Regions from separate parts of the Mus musculus genome. Here region 2 is linked to region 1. Evidence: chromatin contacts called from public HiChIP or PLAC-seq data. All regions are on one chromosome and are shown on one strand. The core of a region is the stretch at or near the end of the contact, and the rest is flanking DNA. Distances in the headings are between cores, read along the strand shown. Region 1 overlaps Brap (BRCA1 associated protein). Region 2 overlaps Pptc7 (PTC7 protein phosphatase homolog).

Region 1 (6,751 bases), core at 2,051-4,550:
CTTTAATCCCAGCACCCAGGAGGCAGAAGCAGGCTGATCTCTGTGAGTTCGAGACTAGCCTGGTCTACAGAGGGAGTTCCGGGACAGCCAGGGATACACAGAGAAACCCTGTCTTGAAAAAAAAAAAAAACAAAATAGTTAATTAAAAAATAAGTTACATTATATTTAGAATATATGTGTGCACGTGTGTGTGTGTGTACATGTATTACACACATGTGGAAGCCCAAGAACAACGTTCACAAGTTAGTTCTCTCCTTTACCCACATGGGTTCCCTGCACTGAACTCAGTTCACAGGCTCTGTGGCAGGAAATACCTTTATCTGCTGAGTGTGAAACCCTGACAGTTCTGGAACTCTATTTGTAGAGGAGATATTGGACTCAAACTCAGAGATCTGCCTTCCTCTGCCTCAAATACTAGGATTAAAATCGTGAGAAAGCCTGGCTATTAAGATCTCCTTGAAAAGGAAGAGAATCTTACAGCATCATGGAGGCTCTCTGGCCTCCAGAGCCAAGTCTGCTATTTACTATAAATGGCCTAGTGAGCCAGTAGTACAGGCCAGGCTCCGAGGGAGCTGCCCTGCTGCAGATGAGAGCCAGAACATGTAGTCAGCAAGACTGAACCTTAGCACTCAGGAGACAGAGACAGGAGGATCTCTATGAGTTCGAGGCCATCCTACTCTACATAGTGAGTTCTAGGACAGCCTGCCTTAAACAAACAAAACAAAAAACTAAGCATGGTAGCACAGGCCTTTAATACTAGTACCAGGGAGGCAGAGGCAGATGAATTTCTGTGAGTTCAAGGTTAGCATGGTCTACACAGCAAGATTCAGGACAGCCAGGGCTACACAGAGAAACCCTAAAACAAAAAGCTAGGATGGAGATTGGGGTTAATAGTTTGAACAAATATGCTTCTTTCTGCTCCAAACTGTACTCCATCGTTCTGGGATAGTTTTAACAGGGCAGAAATCTTTTCTTTGATTTGGGGACAGGACCTTATTATATAGCCTAGGTTGGCCTCCAACTCAATAGTCTCTTACCTCTGCTTCCTGAGTGCTAGGGTCACATGCATGTGCTACCAAACCTGTTTTCTACATCTTAAAGATGAGAGATATAATGGGCAGGAAAGATGTCTGAGTGGTTAAGAGCATTGACTGCTCTTTCAGAGGACCTGATTCAATTTCCAGCAACCACATGATGGCTCACAACCATCTGTAATGAGATCTGACACCTTCTTCTGGTGTGTCTGAAGATAGCTACAATGTACTCATATACATAAAATAAATAATAAATAAATCTTTAAAAACTGAGATATAACATTTTTTCGTATGTTTGTTTTTTAAGAAGGACCTTGCAGTGTTAGCTTTGACCTTGCCAAACCACCTGTGAATTCATGCCCCTCCCTATTCAGTGCTAAGACTCTCCATTTTAAACTGGGTGGATTTTAGTATGTCCACGCTAACTACTCCATTCATCCTACATCCCGCACCACCATCCGTCAACAATCCATTAGCCCAGAAGAACCTCTACATCTGTTTGCTGGCCCCTCCCACTCCCCTTTTCTCCCAGACCCCAGAGCCCATCTTGTTTCTACTCTCAGTCTTTACAGGAAGGCCTATTCCTGATGTTTGGCAAGCATCTTAACATTCAATTCTGTACGGATCAACATTTCATCAGATGTAAGAAGACTTCACACTTACATCTTCAGATTTCAGCACTTCAGCCCTTTCCACATAGACCAGCTGGCAGACGTCATCTTCGATTGAGTTGAACTGGCGGCCATTGCACGCCATGTAGAAACTGTCTGCATCAGCCTGTGCATACCATAGGGAGAGGGGAAAATAAAGGCTGGTCATGGAAGATGCACTCTCCATTCCCACATCCCCACACATTTGCAATAGAAGCAGCAAGCTCTGGAGCCATCAAGTCAACAGAGCTCTGCAGCTCGGTGTCCAGGCTGTTGAGAGGTTTGCCTTACAAGGCAGAAGGTAGTGCCATGTGCTGAGCAGAGAACATTCAACCTGCCATCTGTCTACAAGTTTCTGGACAGTTCTTTCCCCAGTAGTCATTATTTTTGAGGCACTTGGAAGAAGACACATACTTCTTAAAATTCTGGAACTAAATTGTAACTGTCACACAAAAATTGGAAAAAATGGAGTAGGGGACGAAGACTAGGGGTGAAGAGATGGTTAAGAGCATTGACTGCTCTTCCAGAGGTCCTGAGTTCAATTCCCAGCAACCACATGGTGGCTCAGAACCATCTGAAATGGGGTCTGATGCCCTCTTCTAGTGTGCCTGAAGACAACTACAGTGTACTCACATACATCTAATAAATAAATACATACAAGCATACATACATACACACATACATACATGATGCCCTTAAAGAACCATCATTCATTTGAGGAAAAAAAAAAAAAAGAAAGGAAAAAAAGTTGGGCACCCTTCTACAGGCCTTTAATCCCAGCACTTGGGAGGCAGAGGCAGGCAGATCTCTGAGTTCAAGATCATTCTGGTCTACAGAGTGAGTTCCAAGACATCCAGGATAACACAGAGAAATCCTGTCTCAAAAAAAAAACAAAAAAAAAAAAAACAAAAAAAAAACCAACAAAACCCAAACTTATCATCTTGTTAAAGAATAAGGAGCAGTACGGATGAAAAGCCAGCTCATCTTCAGTTGACTGAGGAAGCACTCCACACCAATCACCTGTCAGGATGCCTCGTGCAGATCAAGGTGTCCTAGCCTGGGGCTGTGAGAGAGCACTGCCTGCTCTCACAAAGATCCAGGGCTCAGTTCCGCATGTGGCAGTTCACAACCCAGACTAACCAGCCTTCAACACTGAGCTGCTCTTTCATGGTGGCATAAATTGTAATAGACGTGGAGAAGGTAACGCAAAACAACACCAGATCAGGCTTAGTGTAAAGCAACAAGACGACTCCAGTGCTAAACTCAGTTTGTCCCGGCAGGGGCGTCAGACCAAACACAGGAAGGCCGCCTGCTCCAGCACTACTCATGCTGACGAGCTGCTTAGGGGATGGGGACAGCTTCCTCAAAAACAAAACTGTTTTCTCTTCCATCAAGGCTGTTCCACCAAAGCATCCTTCCTGCCTCTCCTTCTCAGGCCCTCAATCTCAAAGCCACAGTACAACAGTTTCTTCTTCCATTCCAGTAATGTAAGCTCACAGATTTACATTAATTTTTATTTTATGTGTGAGGGTGTTTTGCCTGTATGTGTGTGTACCACATGCATGCAGTGCCTGAGGAGGCCAGAAGAGGGCGTCTGATCCCCATCAAGTGTGGTTACAGTTATGACTGCCAACTGGTTGGTCAGAGACTGAACTAAGATCCCCTCCAAGAGCAGCCAGCACTCTTGATTGCTGAGCCATCTCTCCAGACCTGCACTTTGGATTTTTGCTTATTTATGCTTTCTTCACATAAGCCTATTGGTTAAACTCAGCCCCGAGAAGGGCGGTCAATCCTGATGTAGTTTGACTGAAGGGGCAGTGAATTTTAAGTTCACATATGTAGAGCTGGCTGTGGGACAACGAAGAGGCCTCCCCACCCTCCAGTGTCCCCAGAGACATTCCTGGATGAGGAGGAAGATCTCACAGGCTGAGGTGCTTACTGAGGAAGGAGCCAGGCTGGGCTCAACTTCTACAGCACAAGGCACTGGCTAAGGCTGCTGAACAAACAGAGGCCTCCTTGGATCATGAGATGTGTTAAGCGCTCACCAAATAACAGGACTCATCACAGAAAGGACAGGTAGGAGACTAAACCTAACCTACACTGTGCACATTATATTTGTGAGGGAACTGTTCATCTGTATCAAAGACATATACTTTTGAGGCTGATTTTAGGTCAGCCTGGTCTACAGAGCGAATTCTAAAATAGCCAGGGACACACAGAGAAACTGTCTGGAAGAAGAAAGAAAAGAAAAGAAAAGAAAAGAAAAGAAAAGAAAAGAAAAGAAAAGAGGAGAAGAGAAGAGAGGAGAGGAGAGGAGAGGAGAGGAGAGGAGAGGAGAAGGGAAAGAAGGTGAGGGGAGGAGGAGGGAGGGGAAGAAGAAGGGAGGGGGAGGGAGGGAAGGGGAGGGGAGGGGAAGGGAAGGGAAGGGTTAGGTGGAGTCTGAGGGGCAGGGGCTGGAGACATGGTTCAGTGTAAAGAGCACTTGCTCTTTCAGAGGACCCAGGTTTGATTCCCAGCACCTGCATGGTGCTCACAACCATCCTTGACTTCAGTGGTCGGGGTCAGATGCACTCTTCTGAGCTCCAAGAACACCCACACATTACAGTATATGACATACCTGCAGGCAAAACACTCATACACAGAAAAGTAAACACTGCTTTAGGGCAGTTTTAATGACCTCAGGAGACCTTGTCCTTAAGAGACTAAATGCTAGAATTATAAACAACCAGAAATTTAAAGAATGCCAACTTCAGGTTTTGTTTAATTTGTTGTTCAACTCTGAGAGGATCATTATCAGAGCTTCCTCTGCCAGACAGCTACAGAGCTGAGTGTGTTTTTACTGTTTGTTTCTTTGTTTCAAGACTGGGTTTCTCTGTGTAGCCCTGGCTGTCCTCGAACTCAGAAATCCGCCTGCCTCTGCCTCCTGAGTGCTGGGATGAAAGGTGTGTGCCAGCACTGGCCAGCTGGGCTCTCCATGCTTTTATGTTTAAGAGGACCAGAATCCCAGTCAGTCCTGCATAAGCACACGAGGGAGGTCCCTACCGTGACCCAGCCATTTTGGTCTTCATGTTCTGATGATGACTTACAAATTCCTTCCTCAAAGACTGGATTTCCTCAAGGTCATATTATCAATCTATGACTTTTCCCGAACCTCCAAAGAAAGCTGAGAGGGCAGGGGCCAGCAAGATGATGCAAAAATTAAAGGCACTTGCCACCAAGCCTGACAGCCCTGGTTTTGTAGTGAGAATTTTGGTTTTTCAAAAAAACCTAGTTATGTTCTCTGAATGATTTTGTAATCCCAGGTGTGGGATATGGGGCTGCTTCAGACTGCCCACAGTCGTCACAGCCGTTAACTCCGAATATTTTCTGTTCTAGGAGGGGCTTGATTTTTGCCAGCTGAAGACAGTTTACATTTGGGACTCTGGAGAGGGTGTAAATGGGAAAGACTCAGGAGGGCCTAAGGTGGCTGCCGCTCCCTGCTGCTGCTGGGCTTGTTACTGCTGGATTGCTGGCTGGAGATATTCTGACCACAAAGACTGGACTTGCCCCAGGGAACTCTAGTCAGCAGGAAGTAGGCTCCTTAGGTCTACACCCGCTTTCCCCTCTAACCTTTCTCTACTACATAGTATTGGGGGGAGGGGCGGTGTTGGATGGGATTGGGGTGGAAGGGACTGCTGCCAACACACAAGAAAGTAAACGCAGGCAGTTAGGGCCAACAGCAATTACACGACACTCAAAAGACTTTTGAGTTCTCAGGGAAAGACAGGAGAACACGGAAAGCTGCCTATATATGGACTCATTAATAACCAAGATGGAGAAGGCCATTTTTCATAGCTAGAACTGGGACATAGGAGTGGTGAGGGGACAGCCATTGTTTTTAAGTCACTAGTAACAGCAATACTTTATAGTGTCTACACTATACCAGTGATTAACAAGTACCATGAAGGAAAAGGCACAGAACTAAATTATAAACTGTCTAAGAACATAATAAGCCCAAATTTGGCATTCACGTCCATGCCTATAATCCCACGTCAGAAGGCTGAGATGAGGACTATGTCTGAGAGTTCAAGGCTAGCCTGGGATAAATTGGGAAATCCACAGTATAAACTACGGATGAGAACTTGTCAGAAAGAAAAGAAAGTATCTTTAAATATTACATATGGAAATGTAGGAGTACATATCTTTAAGCCAAACACTTTGGAGGCAGAGCCGAGCAGATCTCTGTGCCTGAGGCCAGCCTGGCAGATGTGGTTAATTCCAATCCAGCCAGAACTACTTAGTAAACCACTGCCGTGAAAAAAAAGATTATGTGGGATGGCTCAGCAAGTGAAGGCGTCCACTACCAAGCCTCACAGGCTGAGACTCACATGGTAGAAAAAGCTAATCAACTCCTGAAAGTTGTCTTCTGATCTACACTTGAGCAAAACATACATATGCATACAAAATAAATAAGTGATATGTAATTTGTAAAAGTTGTATGCAGGGGTCAGTGAGATGGCTCAGTGGGTAAAGTCACTTGCCCCAAGCCTAATATTATGAACCCAATCCCTATAGCTTACATGGAGAAGAGCGCTGACTCCTGCAAGCTGCCCTCCCTGACCACACACACATAACACGTATTACTGAACACCCACCACTGCCGTCCACCCTGCATTCCTGGACAAGGAAGTCTGTGTCACGAGTTCCCTTCACCCACAAACCTTAGTAACCCATTCGAGTGGCAAGAACAAATGATCTGTCAAAATACCAATTTGTCAACTAACAGGATGGGACACTTGATCTAGAGGAAACCGTTGACCACGGAGTTGAGAGAAGTTAATTTTCCACAAATTGTAGTCATGGTTGTCCTGGAACTCATTCTGTAGACCAGTGTAGCCTCAAACTCAGAAACTGCCTGTCTCTGCCTCTGTAGTGGTGGGGTTAAAGGCCTGTGCCGCCACCACCACCTGACTAATATGGTCAAAGTTCAATGGACAAATATCACAGGATATAAAAACATAGAAAAAAAAAGCTTGAGTAAATCCAAAGCTGGGGCAGCCCCTCGGGGACATGAGTAAAACTCACCTC
Region 2 (6,751 bases), core at 1,652-4,151, 650 kb before region 1:
GACATTTTGAGTTCACTTTACCAACATTACTTCTTTTCAAAACTTCAACTGCTTTTGAAAAGTAAAAGACTTTGAAAACCTCCAGGAGAAGGGAGAGGTCACCTCGCTTTTTCTCTCAGTGGGTCACCAGTGGGTACGGGCTAGCGGGTGACAGCAGTGGTTCTCAACAAGGATCTTGATGGGTCTCAAACATGGGCCAGAGCATCCATCATTGGCCACTGAGATCAGTGGCAAAGAAATGTGGTCCTGCCAGCAGGATCAGCACATGTGGCAGGGAGAAGTCGGGAGACAGGGGAAAGGCAGGAGTCACCAGTGTGGCCCATCAGTCCGTGTACTCAGCCACTATTGAGAGGAGGACGGTGATGTCATCTGGCTTTCCACCTAAAACACAGATGACACTTATCAGTGTGCTTGAAGGAAAAGTCAATCAGAGATGTGGCTCACGTAAGCACTGAAGACAAGAGCTCTGTGGGTTTGCTCTGCTGATGCTCCAGACTGGAGAGTCAAAGCTGCAAGCTCCAGTGTGGGGAGGATCAGGAATTCAACGTCACGCTCAGCTACAGAGAGTTTAAACTGAGCCAGTGTTACCCGATGCCATCTCCCAAAGCTAAAGTAAACAAGGCCCAGTTATACAGCACCAAGGCCAGGCCACGGCGGTGCAACCTACAAGCTCTGTACTTGATGGGCCGAGGCAGGAGGGTCAGCACATACTTGAGTTGTCTACAACCTTGTGATTTAACTGAAGCTTAAACCCACCCTGCCGCTTTCCTACTCGGTGGCTGTGGTCGGCCCACAGCATCACATGAGTAAGTGCAGGACGGCTACAGCCCAGCACTCACATACCGCACTGGCCTAATTTGGACAAACATGTCCAGTGTTTGGAAACTCAGAATAGCCTGTATTCTAATCTGCCAAGAAGCTATGGCATGTGCTTTCCTCTGTTTTAACATTTCCTCAGCCCAGATGTGCTCAGCATGTCATAATATTACCCTAGCAAACGCTGGGCAGCCCTAGACAGTTCTGATGCCAATGTCATCCAGCCAGGACGGGCCTGATCCCCCAGTCACACCAGGAAGTAGACCAATGGCAGGGTCGTACAACTTCCCTCTGCAGACTGCTGCAGCAGTTTGGACTCAGCCACTCAGGAGGCAGAACTTAGCTGCTGGGGATGTGGCCCTGGGTAAGCAGGGCACTGTGGAGTAAAGGGCTTCAGGTTCCATGCTCTCTCAGGCAGTCAAGGTCGGTTCTGAAGGGCGGCTCAGGAAAAATGAGCCGCCACCCTCCGACCTTGCTAAGAGGACACACACCTACACATTTTCACCCAGAACTCAGAACCTTCCAGAGAATGCTTACCTCTCACATTTAATCCATTGTCACATGCAAACTGTGCAAAAGGTGACATATAATTTGGGTCATAGGCCAGCTCATGCGCTTGCTCAGCAATGCTTCTTGCAGTCCGCTGTATACTCTCATAATTTGAATTCTAAAATGAAGGATGGAGTTATTTTTACCACGGTGCCTCATGTGAGCTCTGCATAAGAACACTTGATGCAGGCAGCACTGTAGGCAGCTGCCACGCACACTCCAGTAAAAGTCTGCTTGACAGGCTGAGAAGCCTGGAAGCACTTGAGGAAAAGAGTTTCACGGAAACTCACCTCCTGGAGCTTTGGCGTTCTCATTAACCCATATACATACCCTATTCCCACGTTAGTCTGGTGTATGGATCCCTGCGCTCTCTTTTAGCATTATATTATTTTAAGTGCCTTTTAAGATTGAATTCTGACGTAACCAGAGCCTTCGCCAGTGTTCCAAGGTCCCAGAAGCAACTGAGCTTGGAATCCGGCAGGAATGCAGTAAGGAAGTTACCTATTCAGTAACTAAGCATTACAAAAAACGGAGCCAGCAGCTCAGAGCTGGTCTGCAAAGTATTTACTAAGGACAATAACAAATCTCACCCAAACAAGGGAATACCATAATAGAGCTAGGGAATCCCACTGAGACTTAGATCTTCCCTACAGCCAGGTATAGCAAGCTTCATATTAGAAGCAAGTTGGTAAATTCTTCTAAAGACCCAGGAAATAGGGGGATTGTGGTATTGCAGTATTCATGAGAAGGCCTGCTAGTGCAGAACCCCTGGTGGTGGGCTTAACAATAGACTAGCTTTACACCTGGCTCCCTTCATAGTGGCAGCAGCCTGGTCCCCGCCTTCTTTTGATGTATACATTCCTTTTGTATTTCATCACTGTAACTTGGTGGATCGTATTTTGCCTGGTTTCTTGTTATTCTTCGGTATAAAAAGTTTGATGCTCAACATGACAAAATACATTCAGATTCTACACAATCTCACGTGTTGGTCTGTCTGTCACCCGCCAACTCCTTGCCCATCTGCACCCAGAGACCCGCTCCACGCAGACAAAGGGACCCAGATGGTCTGCGGCAGGCAGCACACTCACCTGAACACTCCCCCAGCACTTAGGTTTATCCAGTGAGAAAAGACATGGAGACAGCACTACGGGGACCAAGCCCGTCAGATCAAGGCCCTGCCTGAACCTTTGGTTGAAATGGCTCCACATTTTTAATTAAGATTTTCATTTTTGGTCTTCCATTTGAAATTTTTGAGGTATTCTTGCTAAAATGGGATGGTCTGAAAAGGTGGGTTTGGGCCACATTTTCATGGTGCCTCAGAAGTCCCCATGTTTGGGAAAACACCTAGCTAGCCATATTAGCTTTTTTCAAGTAAGAGGTGCTCTGGTGCTGGCTATGCTGAGACTGGCCTGCAGGCTTTGTATGCCATAGCAGACTCTTGCTTTGCTGTGCGTTCTCTGACCATGCCCTGTCCTAGCTACTTCCACTTCCTCATCTATAAAATGGGCGCTGGAGGACAAGCCTCTGCTCAGCCCTGCCATCAAAGGTTCTACATCTTTCAACCAGCAGAGGGCTAGGACAGCTGGAGGCATGGCTCCAGAGATCAACAGTACTGGTGTCCTTGCAGAGGACCCAGGTTTGGTTCCTAGCATCCACAAGACTGTTCACGTCAGTTCCAGGGGATCCAACACTCTCTTCTTGCCTCCATAGGCAACACTCATACACATAATATTTTTAAAAAGCAAAGTTCATAAAGAAAATGAAAAGCCAACAGGTCTGTGCGTCTAGGCCGCCTCCTCACAGGGGCCTTCCCTAGCCAATCTAAGATAGGAGTCCCCTTTATTTCTAACCCTGCTCACTTGCCAGCAGCCTATATTGTGTATCTATCTCCTCCCCAGCCGTTCTCCTCTGCACTGGAAGCCCCGGAGGGTGGGCCGAGTGCTTCCTGCTGACGGCTGTCAGCACACAGTGCCCCAGTACAAGCGACCACCACAGGGCAGGCACGGTGCTAGGACTTCCTCCCCATGGTGTTGGTTACTCTTCCCTGCCACCCTGAAGGGGAAGACTTTTTCTTCTTCCCAGTTCACAGGCAAGGAGGCACTGCTTGGACAGTAGAAGAAACACCCCAAGCCAGAATGGCAAGGTGCCAGAGAAGAAGGCCAGGTCTGCCAGCCAGAACTTTCTCTGGGCTAAGAGAATCTGGAAAGCCCAGCTTCTGGTCCTGCCACCTTTTGTGGTAGAGGCCAAACTCTCCCTCAGTGATAGCTCTAGTCAACACCCACACTCCTTGCTGCCTGGTCTCACTTCTGACCTCCCAGCCTCAGCAACCGCAGGGTGTGTGGTGACAGGAAAAGGAGAGAGGCATAAGCAGGTGCATAAGATACGAGGAAACAAAGCAACTTCCGACTCCCCTGGACCACCCTATGAGGAAGGCTGAGCCAAGGGCTCCCCCAGTTCTCCTCTAATGTTCCCAATTGTAATCGCCTGGGATAGTATACCCATCATTTTGTGAAGTTCAAAAAACAGTCTTTTCCAAACCAACATAGGGACAGGGCACTGGGCAGAGCGGCAGCTCCCAGGGCCTCCAGGCTCCTTACCTTCAGTTTTTTCAGCTCCTGGAGGATCATGTAATCAGGCATGTTGTCAAAGAGCCCATCTGTTGCTGTCAGGATGATATCTCCTAACTGGACATCGAAAGATGTGCTATCAGCAGCGTCTGGGCTGTGGCAAGGACAGAGGAGGAACAGCAAGGTGAAGGAAGCCCTGCAGGTATGTGCCAAAGGCCCTGCTACCTGCATTTTACAATGTCAGGAGGCTTTAAATATGGCCTCAACTAAGGAAGCTGGGCTAGCGAGCGAGTCAGCAGACAAGGGGAAGACCAGCAAGCCTGCTCACTTGAGTTCTCCCATCCTAAGCACCCACAAGTGAGAGAACTGACTGCCACCAGTGTCCTGTGACCTCCATGCTCCAGCTGGGGCATTAACCCCGCCTCACAACATGAAGTCATACCAAAATGTCAATCCTGAGAAAACTAGCTGACAGCATCATCTGTATGTTTCAAAGGCTCAACAAAAGCCATTGAGTAAAGCTGAGTCCAGGCCAAGAGACCAGTCACGCATGGCACATGGATCAAGAGGAAGGCTCTCTCCTGAGGCAGGTCTAACCTCCACTATGTGCAAGGGAGTGTTCCTGTCCAGTCTGCAGTCTCTGATCCCAGCCTCTCCCACCCACACCACTACGCCCCTTCTGGCTCTCAGGAGGCTAGCCGCCCGCAGAGAACATGAGCGCCCAGAGAGGCTCTAGCACAGTTAAGGGCTGTGTATCTCCCACCCTGACATGGAACGCTTCAAGAAACTAGCTAATTGGCATACTGCAAACAGAATAACCCTCTGAATTGAGAGAAAATCTGTAATATGTTAAATAGAAAAGGCAGGAATATGTGGTGGATACAACTACTTCTGTAAAGAGGGGCAGACACACTTGAAGATTTCTAAGCTCAGAGCATCCATCAATCTGGAGAGAAGCTAGCCCAAGAGCCTCCTGGAGAACATGGGGTTACACCAGCGGCAGGAGGACGGTTGCTTGCCTTTTTTTTTTTTTAATTTATTTATTATTAAATGTAAGTACACTGTTCCTGTCTTCAGCCATACCAGAAGAGGGCATCGGATCCCATTACAGATGGTTGTGAGCCACCATGTGGTTGCTGGGAATTGAACTCAGAACCTTCGGAAGAGCAGTCAGTGCTCTTACCCTCTGAGCCATCTCGCCAGCCCCTGCCTTTTGTTTTTTTGGTATAGCTTTTCTGTTTTAGAGAGAAGGTCTCAACTTGTAGCTCAGGCTGAACTTGAACTCATAATTCTCCTGCCTCGGCCTCCTAGATGCTGGGATGACAGGTGTGTGCCACTATGCCCAAGCTGGGTTCAACTTTTAAAGGATGAGATGGCAGGTATTTTTTTCTTACAAAGCCTAAAGGAAACAGATCTAACTTGGGGGACACAAAGGCAGGAGTTCACAGCCCTGTGAGGCTGGCTCTCCTGAAGGCCACCTTCACTGTTTCCCAGCCTGAAAAGGCAGACAGAGGAGAGACCTAATCGTCCACCTGGCCCTGTGGTTAGGAATAACAGAAGCAAGACCTTAGACACCGACCAAGAGGCCAGAGCCAAAGCACCCCAGGCTTACCAGAAACCCCACACTTGTATACTAAGTGCTGAGACAGAAAACACATGGAAGAAAACACAAAGTAAGCCTGGTACACGCCTGAGGATCTACAGTGCCCCGAGCAAACGCCTGGCTCAGCTTTGCATGGCCATCGAGGGAAGGAGGCAGCTCACATCTAAAGATAAGAGTGACAACTAAGAACACGAAGCAGGAAGAGAAAACCACCATCGTACTGGTGGGCACTGGGCTAGTTCCTTCTGCAAAACTCCAGTCGGTATGCAAGGCTCTGGCTGTGTCCTTACAAGTGCACCGGGTTTTGGAAGTACAGAGTAAAGGCCAGGCTGGCACAGGGCTCTGTTTTATGCTGAGGTTTTCCTTTCCACGAGTGGCCTTTGCCATTCTGCCTGTGAGAGCCTCCCTCCCATTGGACAGCCCGTGCTCTGCTAACACTCCCGCCCATGAGCTTGGTGTCCCGCCAGCTGCAGCTCTGCCCATTCTGACTGAACACACTGTGCCGCTGGAAACTCTCGACCACACTGAAACACGAGCCGGAGTCACATGCTGGTGAGCTGGGCTCCACGGGCTGCTACCTCCACCTCACGGCAGGGCAGCAGACTGTGCCACTAGCCTGCCTGTCCCAAATCTTGCCTGCGGATCTGGTACTCAGAGGCCAAAACCGGCAGCAGCCAGTGTGGAAAAGGAAGCACCTTGACCCAGAGGCTGTCAGCTGAGGCTGTCATTCCAAATGGCTAGGGCTACTGTGTATGTATTACCGCACACTCAACAACACAAGAGTGGGTTCAGTGAGATGGCTCAGGGATGGCACCTGCTGCCAAACCTGACACTGGGAACCCACATGATAGACGAGAACTAACCTGCACACCTGTGCCAGGACACACACACACTACCTCCACCTCATACACAAGATAAATAAATATTTTAGTCACACAGTCCATGTCTAATCAGAGGTTCTTCCACCTAAGGCACTCAGCAGACCCCAAAGCTCAAAGCACTTCCCTCTCTCAGCAGCAGGGTTCTAAGTTTTTTAAGACTGGGTCTTTCTATATATAGCCCAGGCTGGCCTCAAACTGGTAATCCTCCTGCCTTAGCCTCCTGAATACAGGGATTACAGGTACAAGCCCCATGCCTACCTAGCAAGCAGATTATTTAAATGGACAACACCAAATACCTAATTATATAATATCCTTGTTCCAGAATCAAAGGTGGC

Evidence for each region. HiChIP or PLAC-seq counts read pairs in DNA pulled down with a chosen protein or histone mark.
Region 2: an H3K27ac HiChIP or PLAC-seq map of embryonic stem cells shows a contact between it and region 1, with 2.4 times the contacts expected there. The contact joins two enhancer-like sites. A contact is called at or near these places in 2 of 115 datasets of contacts at active chromatin or transcription factors (embryonic stem cells and pancreatic cancer cells).

Annotation. Positions count from the first base shown.
Region 1 is chr5:121,667,145-121,673,895 of GRCm38.p6, reverse strand. Brap (BRCA1 associated protein) reads right to left here. Exons shown (of 12, transcript NM_028227.3): 5 at 1,698-1,811. Among named protein-coding and RNA genes, the nearest start is that of Brap, 10 kb to the right of the region's middle. Within about 2 kb of position 3,300, at least 13 of the 459 cell types and tissues checked have an H3K27ac peak or open chromatin away from gene starts, as enhancers often do. A contact at or near this core is called in embryonic stem cells, where this site is marked.
Region 2 is chr5:122,314,446-122,321,196 of GRCm38.p6, reverse strand. Pptc7 (PTC7 protein phosphatase homolog) reads right to left here. Exons shown (of 6, transcript NM_177242.4): 4 at 3,963-4,086; 5 at 1,354-1,483; 6 at 1-381. The coding sequence ends at 323. Among named protein-coding and RNA genes, the nearest start is that of Pptc7, 33 kb to the right of the region's middle. Within about 2 kb of position 2,901, at least 92 of the 459 cell types and tissues checked have an H3K27ac peak or open chromatin away from gene starts, as enhancers often do. A contact at or near this core is called in embryonic stem cells, where this site is marked.